2 separate regions of the Sus scrofa genome follow, and region 1 is linked to region 2. A link is a contact called in public Hi-C data. All regions are on one chromosome and are shown on one strand. The core of a region is the stretch at or near the end of the contact, and the rest is flanking DNA. Distances in the headings are between cores, read along the strand shown. Region 1 overlaps PRSS12 (neurotrypsin). Region 2 holds the start of PRSS12 (neurotrypsin).

The links. A called contact is a pair of places that touch in the nucleus more often than the background predicts.
Region 1: a contact with region 2 is called in a Hi-C map of liver, with 2.2 times the contacts expected there. The contact joins the enhancer-like site here to the promoter of PRSS12 in region 2. A contact is called at or near these places in 1 of 5 promoter capture datasets (liver), 7 of 47 Hi-C or Micro-C datasets (alveolar macrophages, embryonic fibroblasts, epiblast stem cells and 3 more) and 1 of 2 datasets of contacts at active chromatin or transcription factors (skeletal muscle).

The regions. Positions count from the first base shown.
Region 1 is chr8:105,189,907-105,195,013 of Sscrofa11.1, reverse strand. It overlaps PRSS12 (neurotrypsin), which reads right to left. Exons shown (of 13, transcript XM_003129227.4): 12 at 1,623-1,903; 13 at 1-5. Among named protein-coding and RNA genes, the nearest start is that of PRSS12, 71 kb to the right of the region's middle. Within about 2 kb of position 1,748, at least 12 of the 83 cell types and tissues checked have an H3K27ac peak or open chromatin away from gene starts, as enhancers often do. A contact at or near this core is called in alveolar macrophages and liver, where this site is marked.
Region 2 is chr8:105,118,419-105,123,902 of Sscrofa11.1, reverse strand. It overlaps PRSS12 (neurotrypsin), which reads right to left and starts at 2,374. Exons shown (of 13, transcript XM_003129227.4): 1 at 1,547-2,374. The coding sequence starts at 2,048.

The DNA of each region.
Region 1 (5,107 bases), core at 499-2,998, 72 kb before region 2:
TCGTCCTATGCAGGCCAAATAATTGAGTTAGACTCCAGCTAACAATCTTAGAAAAATTAAATGCAACAGTTTAAAAAACACTTATAATAGTTTTGAAATAAGCCCTATTATGGCATTAGTATAGTTTAAATTAGTGATAACCTAAATGGTTGGTTTTCTTTTTTTTTTTTTAACGTCTGCACTTAACTAAACCCTTCACTAAGCTGTTTCTCAGTACTGAGGTTTTTGAAGAATACTTGAGTGACATTTATGGACTTGCCTAAGAGCAAGCACATTTGTGCAGGCTTTAGAATTTGCATTCTCTATAAAAACACTGAGGATGCATTCATGCTGGTTTTGTATTAGCATATCCATTCCTCTAAGACTCATCTACTTCACTGACTTTTGAGGATTTTAAGTGACAATTACTATCCTAAATAGAAATGTGGTATTTTATAAAAATGATTCAGAAACAAATAGGGTACAAATAGGCTTAAGTTTAACCACTTGATATTTTGTTTTGGTTTTGGCCATAACCCTCAGCATTCAGAATTTCCCAAGCCCAGGACTGAACCTGTACGACAGGAGTGTCAACATCGTATCCTTTACCCACTGAGCCACCGGGGAAGTCCAGGACTCATTATTTACTAGTAAGCCACTAGTTCTTTGTGTAGTGACCAAAATGTTTAATTGATAGGTCCCCCATGATAGCCTTTTCTTGGATCTAAATTTCACCGTTATTCTCCAATCCAATTTACTCAACTGGAATAATTCATTGTAAGACATTATGGGAGTTCTCATGTGGTGCAGTGGCTTAAGGGTTTGGCACTGTCACTGCATTAGCTCCAGTCCAGATTTCAGGTAGCATGAGATAAAATGAACACTGAAATAATTACTCACTAAAACCTCACTGGGATTATCACCTGTGGAAATACATATTTGATGCTCTTTGCAAGAGTATAGTTAACAGTGCTAATGATTTTTAATGGAGAGCAGTCAGCTTAATCACTTCTCCGTACTCAACAGTCATTTGTGATCAATCACCTAGTCCAGGTGAGACCTAGTTCCGTTTCAGAGACCATCTTGAGCAAACATCAGTCGAGGTTAACTCTAGCAACACTACTTTCAAAAGCTGTTTGCCTGAGAGAACATAAACTGAACACTACACTCCTGCTCGAGGATGGGAAGATGGGAAGAACGGGAAGCAGGTGGCAATGAAGGAGAAACTCAAGGGGGTTGGATCCCTCCCCTTGAACCTTGGTAGCTCTACTTTTTGTCTGCTCTTTATTTAGGAATTCTCCATAAGATTTAGTGTGAAAAAGTGCTCCACCATTACAAAGGAACCGTCAAACACCAAAGCCCCCTCCTGGGGTAGCTACATCAAAGTCATGTGGGAAAGCCTTTTAAAATACTGCTAGCCAGGCCCTAGTCCTGAGGTAGGGCCTAAATTCTAATAGGAATCACAGTACCCTCAGCAGATGAATCCAAATTACATGCTTGCATCTCACTTGGCATAGTTAGCAAACAACAAAGCCTCAACCCCTTTAAGATTTTATTCCCCACTCTACACCCCAATGTATGGATAATCTCACACACGAGGAAGTGCCCAGGTCTTGTTTGTTCCTTTGTTTTTGTTATGTTACCTGTGTCGCCCCATCCGGTTATGTAACAATTGGAGGCTGTTTTCTGTGGCCTCTCTCTCCAGAGCGGCAAACAGGCTGGCAAAACGTGGCTGCTGAATCTGGCACATTGCTCTTCTGGACCTTGTAACCTAACTAGGGCAATGTCGTAGTCACTGCTGTCCGGTCGATACTGCCTGTGAATCACAATCTGCTGAACTCCGATTTCTTCTTCAAACTCTTCTGGCACAAGAGTATGATAATCCCCAACTCGAACAGCATAGTTCCTCGTGCTGTTGCCATACCTGAGAAGCAGAGAGAGCTAAGGTGTCTCAGATGTTGAAAACTGGTCACTATCTGCCAGGAAGTTTGACAGATACTTTCAAGCCTCTCTTCCAAATTATTAACCCCTTTTATAAGGTTAACTTTACATTTCTCTGACCTCACCACTCTCCTCCTACTCTAACCCACTGTCATGACTTTTTTTCTTCACTCATTAGTCTCTCATCTGCTCTACTTTTCCTTTTTTTTTTTTGAAAACAGTACTTGACAACAATCCAATTTGCTATTTTTTACATATGTTGTTCTCTGTCTCCCTCTGCCTGAGTAAGACGGACTCAAGGGCAGGGATATTTGTCTTCCACATCTAGAATAGTGATGCCACTTAAGTAGCAATGTAGTACATGTTTATTAATTTAGTGAATGAAAAAATGTATATTTTTTAATGAGCGTGTCTTTTTTCCATAGAAACTATTCAATTAAAATAGAAACACAGTATTTACTTGATTGAGAGTTCTCAGCCTGTTTTTCAGCCAACATAACCTTGATTCTGATACATCTGCTGAAAGCAGTTTCTCAACCTCAGCACTACTGCCATTTGGGGCCAGATGGTTCTCTATTCTAAGGAGCTGTGCTGTGCATTGCATGATGTTTAAAAGCATCCCTGTACTAGAGGCCAGTAGCCTGCGCGCGCGCACACACACACACACACACACCACCCTAGTCTGACAACCAAAAATGTCTTCAGACATTGCCAAATAAACACTAAGGTACAAATTTTCCACATTTTAGAATCACCAACCTAGAGTACAGGATCTGGCCCACCTCCTGGTCACTTCCTCTTTTCTCACTGAAGAGTTCAGCCCCTGCCCACTTCCCCTCTACTGCTACTTACAAAGTTCTCAATGACTCAATTCCCGGCAATTTTCTTTCCCATTTAGTTCCCTAACCTCCTCACGTGCAGAGTACATCCTCCACTTCATCTCAGCCCCCCACCTGGAGTTGATACTCACCAAATACGACACGTTTTTGAAGTCTCAATTTCAAGCACCTCATACTCAACTACGTCCTATCTTTATAGTTTCACAGCTGTACAGTTCTTGAACGACACTGGACTTTAGTCCTTGGGTGCCTCTAGTTTTTTCATTTCAATCTCACTCTGCTTATGACATCCCTTCTTACCAGGCTTGGATTCCATAATCACCCTTTTGCAAAAACGTTCAATCCTTTCCTTTTATCTGCCAAAACTCCAACTCTAGGTTTATCAACTTACCACCTACCTTCTACGAGCATCTAACTGTTGAAAGGGAAAAAGATTTAACAGCTCTCACCTTAATTTTTTAATCAAAACTTCAAAGTCTTCCACTGGGCATAAGGCCTGTACTTGAATATGAATTTAGAGAAGTGGTTTTCAAAAGTTGGAATTTTCTAATGATGATCTACTTTAAATATAAGCTTTCATTTACTCCTATAAAATTACTGGAAGTTATAAGTTGCTCAAACATTCTAATAGCCCTAAATAGGTCTCTGACAACATTGCAATATATAAACTGATTTTCTTAACTATGTCAGCTCAAAAAACTGAACAATGCAACAAAGATGATTTAGCTTATATAAGCACTTGCTAGTGACCTATGAAACTAAACTTTCCTGCAATTCCTTATAATTCTGCTTTCAACCTTAAATCATCACATATCTTTTAAAGTTTAGAAGGCTTTTTTGAATATATTGCATATAGAGACTATCTTCTTGTGGGTTCCACTTTGAACTTTAAATAAGTTTAGGATTATTTCACATCCTGAAACTGTAAAAAGTAATAGTCTTGAAGTATAATCAGATATTTAAATGACTCTCACTTCTGCTTTCTGTGTACTGATACTACTGTATTATAAAAGTTCTATACACCTCATTAATGTACTCAGGTTTAAAGTCAACCCCCAAGTGATTTAACACCTTTCTCACAAGAATAACTATCAACACATCCTTGAAAGTGCTGCTGAAATGTTTCATGTAGCTTTGGAATGGAAGAAGTTCTCTCGAGTCGCACTATCCAATACAGTAGCCAGTAGCCACATGTGGCTATGGGAGCACTTGAAATGTGGTTGGTCCAAAATAAGATTTGCAAAAAGTACAAACTATGCTCAGGACTTTGAATATTTAGCATGAAAAAAAGAATGCAAAATACATGGCTTCTATAGAAAATAAGAGTATCAAATAGCTCAATTTTATATTTTGCAATGATAATGTTTTGGATATACTGAATTAAAATATATCATTAAAATTAATTTTGGTCATTCGGTTTTTTAATCTTTTTATGTGGCTACTAGGAAATTTAAAGTTACATATGATTTGCACTTGTGGCTCACATTTTATTTCTATTGGATAGCATTGGTCTAGAGAAATAGTTTGGCATAAACTAGGCATCCTATTTCATTCTGGAGGTTTGGGTTTTTTTGGCCATGCCCACAGCATGTGGCAGTTTCTAAGCCAGGGATTGAACCCATGCCACAGCAGCAACATAAGCCACTACAGTGACAACCCTGGATCCTTAATCTCCTGCCCCAGAAAAAAACTCCTTATTTTATTTTTTTTTAATGCAGTCTCTTATGTTGATTGTAACCTTTATTTATTTATTGTCTTTTTAGTGCTGCACCTGCAGCATATGGAGATTCCCAGGCTAGGAACTGAGTCAGAGCGGTAGCCCCTGGTCCATGCCACAGCCACAGGAACGCCAGATCCGAGCCGTGTCTGCGACCTACACCACAGCTCACTGGCATCCTCATGGATACTAGTCAGATTCATTTCCACTGAGCCACGATGGGAATCCCTGCTTATAACCTTTAATCTCAAGTTATGAGACATTTCCTTGTCAACTTTTTATATCCTTTAAGATAATTACATTACTGTTCAACCTAAAAAAAAAAAAAAAAAAGTTTTATCACAACAATGTTTTCCATTCTTTGAAAAAGAGCTGTGACACTTAGCTAAAATAATCCTTGCATCTAAATTGGCTGTATAAATATATCTTACATTATCTAAAAATTGTGTCTTCAACCAGTGAACAGAGAAACAGGACAGACAGTAAGGAAAGTATTTTTAAAATATCCTAGTCTTAAAGTCTCAGGCAATCTTGCCTTAATGTGTTACTTCACACCTGGATTGCTGCAATAGTCTGCTAAGTGGCCTTGCTGCTCCAAGTTTTAATTTTTTCTAGCCATCCTTCACGTTGC
Region 2 (5,484 bases), core at 1,125-3,624:
TAAAGGCATCACAAAGACTGTGCTGCTCTTAGTTTTAAATTTCTTTTCAACACAAGAGGGTGAAGAGAATCAAAGGACAAGCTACTCTTCTCATCCAGAATAAAGTTAAAAGAGTTATGTCTCAGAAAGAGAAAGCAGATTACTATACAGTGTTTTAACTCTGCATTACATTTTTTTCTGTATATATAATAGGTAACATGAACTATAAAATAGAAAAATGAAAAAACCGTCAATGTTTGCTAAACATGGATTTTACTATAAATAAGCTCTTACAGTAAACAGTGAAACATTGCTAGGGCTCTCTGATTGATATAATCTCAAATTTTTTACAGCCACATTGGCATTCTGTCTGTGAGGCACAAGTCTAGCAATGACTTCATTCTCTAGGATGAAGGATAATTGATCTTAACCTTGCTATCACTTTCCTTTAACTCAAAGCACTAATGCAATCGAAGGCACAGATAAATAAAAATTTCTGAAGGGAAAGAATGGCCCTGTGAAAGTTAACCTCCAAAGTACCTCCAAAAGGTACAAAGTACAACATATCGTAGAATCACGACTGACGAAATCCCTGTCCCACAGAAGAGCAGCCAAAAAAAAATTTTTTTAAGAAAAATCCAAACTTTGAAGGACATAAGGTTTTTCTTCCAAAGCTAACAAAGGGGGAGGGAGTCCTACTATTAAACAAAACCCCAACAACTCAAATTTAAGCACTGCTCAAGCAGACTATTTACTTACATTAAATCTATTAATGTGGATGCTTTTATTACCACAAAACTAAAACATCTTACCAACTTTATCTCATCATCAACTAATCCTGATTTTCCACAAATAACATATACAGCCGAATACTGGCATTCTTGAAAACTGCACTTGACTGTATCAAGTTGCTTCTTCTCTAAGACAGTTACTATTCCTATCTCTTTTCCCTTTCCTTTTTCTTCACTCACTGGTGATATTTACCATACTGTGCCCCAGAACGTGAACATCATATAGATAAATTGTATTTTGACCGGAAAATTTTGCCAGGCTTTTTCAAACACATGTCAATGGTGGGAGTAAGGCAGAAATTTTACCACACTTTCCCAAATTGGGTCTGTGGAGACTGGGGAAGGTGTCATATTAGATTTAATATGTCTCTTTCCAAAACAATTAGAAACTCTTTCTTTGCTTTGCCTCTTCTATGTAAACATGGTGACATTCTCAAGGCAAGCTGATCCAGAGAACATACATCCATCCAACGCACACGCACAAGACATACACATACACAGTGGCCAGAGACAAGACCTTATCCAGGAACCCAGAGCCCAGCACCTTGCAGAGAAACTATCACCCCAGATAACCTTCACACACAAAGCGTACCTTGCTAATTCAAAGTCAAGGCACAAATGTATTTGGCTGGTAACAGTGGCATCACACTGAGCAGTGCAAACCCGCAACCGCACCCGCTCCCACCCTCTCTCTGCAAGGAGCACCTAACGCCTGTCCTAGCCAGGCTGGCACCCCGCCAGTCCCGAGTCGCTGCCGCTGCCCTGACGCCACTCACCGTATCTGCAGTCGCAGTAGCCCCAGTCCACCTTGTCGTGGACGTTCCCATAGAAGCACCAGGGTCTGCCCACGCCGTCGGGGCTCCGGCAAAAGTTGTGGCGCTGCCCTCGTAGTTGAGCCCAGCCCGCCGGGGGCGACCGCTCGAGGAACGGTGGCACCTCTGCCCAACGCAGACAAGGGGCGCCGAAGTCCGTCATGTTGACCAAGGGCTCGCCGGCGGGGCAGTCCCCGGAGTGCGGTCGGGGCGTGTGCCCGGCGTGGACAGCGTGCAGGCGCGGGTCATGGAGCGCAGGCGGGGGGCGCAGGACGCGCGGGAGAAGGGGCGGCGGAGGCGTCCTCTGCGGCCGCTGCTGGGTAGGAAAGTGATAAGGCAACCGGGGACTTGGAGGGGGCGAATGGCGATGGCGATGGTGAAGGGGAAAATTGAGGACTGGATTAAAGCTGACCACTCCGGGGAGCGCCCCGAAAATCAGAGCCACCGCGAAGCGGGCGAGCGTCATGGTGCCAGAGCAGCGGGGTTTGGTCCATGCTCCCCCAGCTCGGCGGGTTCTGAAGGGGAGGAGAGGAGGGGGCGGGGGCGGGGCTGCGCGTCGCCTGAATCCCCCACTCGAGCCCCCTCCCGTCCCGCGCGCGCTGACCGCCTGCCCCTCCCCACTTCGCCTCCTGCCGCGGGTCCCCCGCCGCGCCTCTGCTCATGGACCTCCGGAGCCGTCGCGGGAGGGGAAATCTTGAGCCCCGCGGAGCCTCGCTGTTGAAGAGGACCCGCAAAGAGAAGGCGCGGACCCGGCGGGCAGTGGTGGGGCCCGAGCCCCAGGTAGCCGGCAGTGGTGTGGGTCCGGGAACTCTGCCCCCTGGCTGCGGGCGCGGGGCCTGCAGTCTCGCCCCGGAGCCGCACCTCAGCGCTGCCCCTGCCCGGCTCCCGGCTGTCAGCCCGCTGGGTCTGGCCAGACCAGCTGCTGGCACCGCGGCGGTCTCTCTGGGCTGGAGTCTAGCCCGTGGGTGCCAACGCGGGGGTCTGTCTTGGCTGACCCTTGCTTGCAGGCGGCACCCCCGTAGCTCCCGTCTGGCGGCTGCCGAGCCTGCCACCAGCCTCTGCAGCATCTCTCATCCTCCTCCCCACCCCGTGCCGAGCCTCGTTTCCCCTGTTTTGAAATCTTTAGAAGAAACGTGTGGATGGATTTAGTTGCACCTCTCCCCTGGTAAGTCCCAGGGTAAAAGTTATCAAAGCCCAGGAGGAATGTCGAAGCCATTTTATTGAGCTGTGAGCTCCTCAAGGACAAGACCACGTTTCGTTCCGCTTTATATCCCAGTGCTTAACACCGTAGCCAACACTTATTAGGCTCCAATAAACATTTGCTGAAATTAAATTCCTGAACCGACCCAGGGAAATCAGCTTGAGCCTTTTTCTATTTCCTGCCTCCCACTTTCCACCCGGTGTCCTGAACAACATCAGTTGTTTGGTTATTATTTGGATTCAGCGAGGTCCTCTTAATACCAAATTTCCTTTCTAACCAACAAAGACTTCATCCGTCCGGGTCTCCATCCTTTCCAAAAAGTCCATCCCTCTAACACCTGCTTCGTTTTTGCCGGGGCAGGGACTTGAGTTAAGCCTACTCATTTGCCTCTCCGAAGTGGACCGTGCCCGCCAGCAATTTTGTAGCTGCTGTCGACCTTAGCAAAGCCTTTTCAACAGCTCCCCCTACTTCTCCCCTCCAGCCACAAAAAAAGTTGGCTTAGAATTTTTTAAAAGATCACAGGAGATGGATGTTTTAGGATTTCCCCTTTCAGTTGTTCTGTCTTTGCCACTAAAGTTAACAAGAGAAAGGAAGGCTGTGAAGAAGGTAATATTTTACTTTCTGGCATAATCATGTTTCATTGTGTTCTGTTTCGTTGTTGTTACTGTTGTTGTTAAACATGTTTATTCACACCCCACCTGATTCTGTCCTGAGCAGGCTTGAGCCCAGGGTAGTCTGTCTCTTGAACTCCACCCATAATATACTGTATTCTAAAGGAAACCTCAGCATGATGTTATTGTTAAAACAGATTTCAGTTAGAAACTTATTAATTCCTTAAACCCAGCTCAGATAATCCATCTTAGTTTAACATTTTTGAATCATTGTTTTTTTAATTTTTTCTATCCTATTAATGAAATATTTGATCTTGATTCAGAGATAATTGGGCAAATAAATGATAATAGAAATCCAAGAATGTATTTATCAAATCTTTATTCAAGATGTTTTTGGGAGTTCCCATTGTGGCTCAACAGTAACATATCCGAATAGTATCCATGAGGATGGAGGTTCAATCCCTAGCCTCACTCAGTGGGTTAAGGATCCAGAGTTGCCGTGAGCTGCAGTGTAGTTTGCAGACAAGGCTGAGATCTGGCTTTGCTGTAGCTGTGGCATAGGGTGGCAGCTACAGTTCCCATTTGACCTCTAGCCTGGGAACTTCCATATGCCATAGGTGTGGCCATAAAAAGCAAAAAATAAAATAAAATTTAAAAAAAGGTGTTTTTGTGGTTCCCACCATGGTGCAGTGGGTTAAGAATCCGACTGTAGCAGCTGGGTCACTGCTGAGGCACAGGCATTTCCACACTTGTGGCTTAGGTCTCAGCTGCTCTTAGTCAGTCCCTGGCCTGGGAACTTCCATATGCCATGGGTGCAGCCATAACAACTTAAAAAAAAAAAAAAGATGTTCTTATTCAAGATGCTTTTATCCAAATGTAAACTGTGATACCTGGAGGAGATAATCAACAAGATCCTACAGTACAGTGCAGAGAACTACATTCAAAATCCAATGATAAACCATAATGGAAAAGAATATTTTTAAAAAGAGTGTGCGTATATGTGTGTGTGTGTGTGTGTGTGTGTGTAACTGAATCACTTTGCTGTACAGTAGAAATTAACACAACATTGCTAATCAAGAAAACTTCAGTTAAAAAAGGCAAAAATTACACAAAACACGAAACTAAAGAAGCTATTTTGAAGTTCCTGTTGTGGCTCAGTGGTTAACAAACCTGACTAGCATCAGTGAGGATGCGGATTCCATCCCTGGCCTCACTCAGTAGGTTAAGAATCCAGTGTTATCCTGAGCTGGGGTGTAGGTTGGAGATATGGCTCGGATCCAGAGTTGCTGTGGCTGTGGTGTAGGCCTGCAGCTACAGCTCTTATTGGACCCCTAGCCTGGGAACCTCCATATGCTTCGGGTGTGGCCCTAAAAAGCCAAAAAAAAAAAGATATTTTTACCCACTGTTTCATTCTTTTAACTAATATTTTCCTGGCCCCAAAAGCACAGTTAAAACTACTGGGGAAAAGTGTTAGGGTATAATACATATCTGGGGAAGGTTGATTTTCTTATTTTAGTAGGGTCAACAGAGTTCATCAGTCATAGGTTCTTGGTAATTCTGAGAGGAATCACTGTTTTCCTTCAGTACTGTCTCTCCACCTTCCGCCTCTCACATGATGGCCCAGGAAGGCTCATCTTGGGATTTCAGTTGGCTTGCTTAGTCGCTACGTGGCTCCTGCTCCCATGGCTTTCACAATTCCTGGGTGTCTGGAGACGGGCAGAATACCCACACATCTATGTACCTCAGAGAGAGGAAAATAAAGAGGAAGAGGTGAGTAGAAGAGAAGGTGGTTGGAACAGAGCTCCAGAGAGGAGGGCCCTGGTACAATCTGCACACATAAGGGGAGCTAAAGATCTTCCAAGTTCTCCTTACACTTAACAGACTATAGAGCTGACACATACAAAGTAGAGTTAGCCACAGAGAGTTCCACATCTGGATTTAATCGCTTCAGTTTTAAAGCATACCTTTCTGAGAAGACGAAATGGCATGTATATAACTGGACTGTAAAGTTAGGAGCCTCAATTTAGGTTTTATCCTCTATTTACAGGCAACTATGACTTAAACAGACCTGCTCTTTATCTACGATTCCC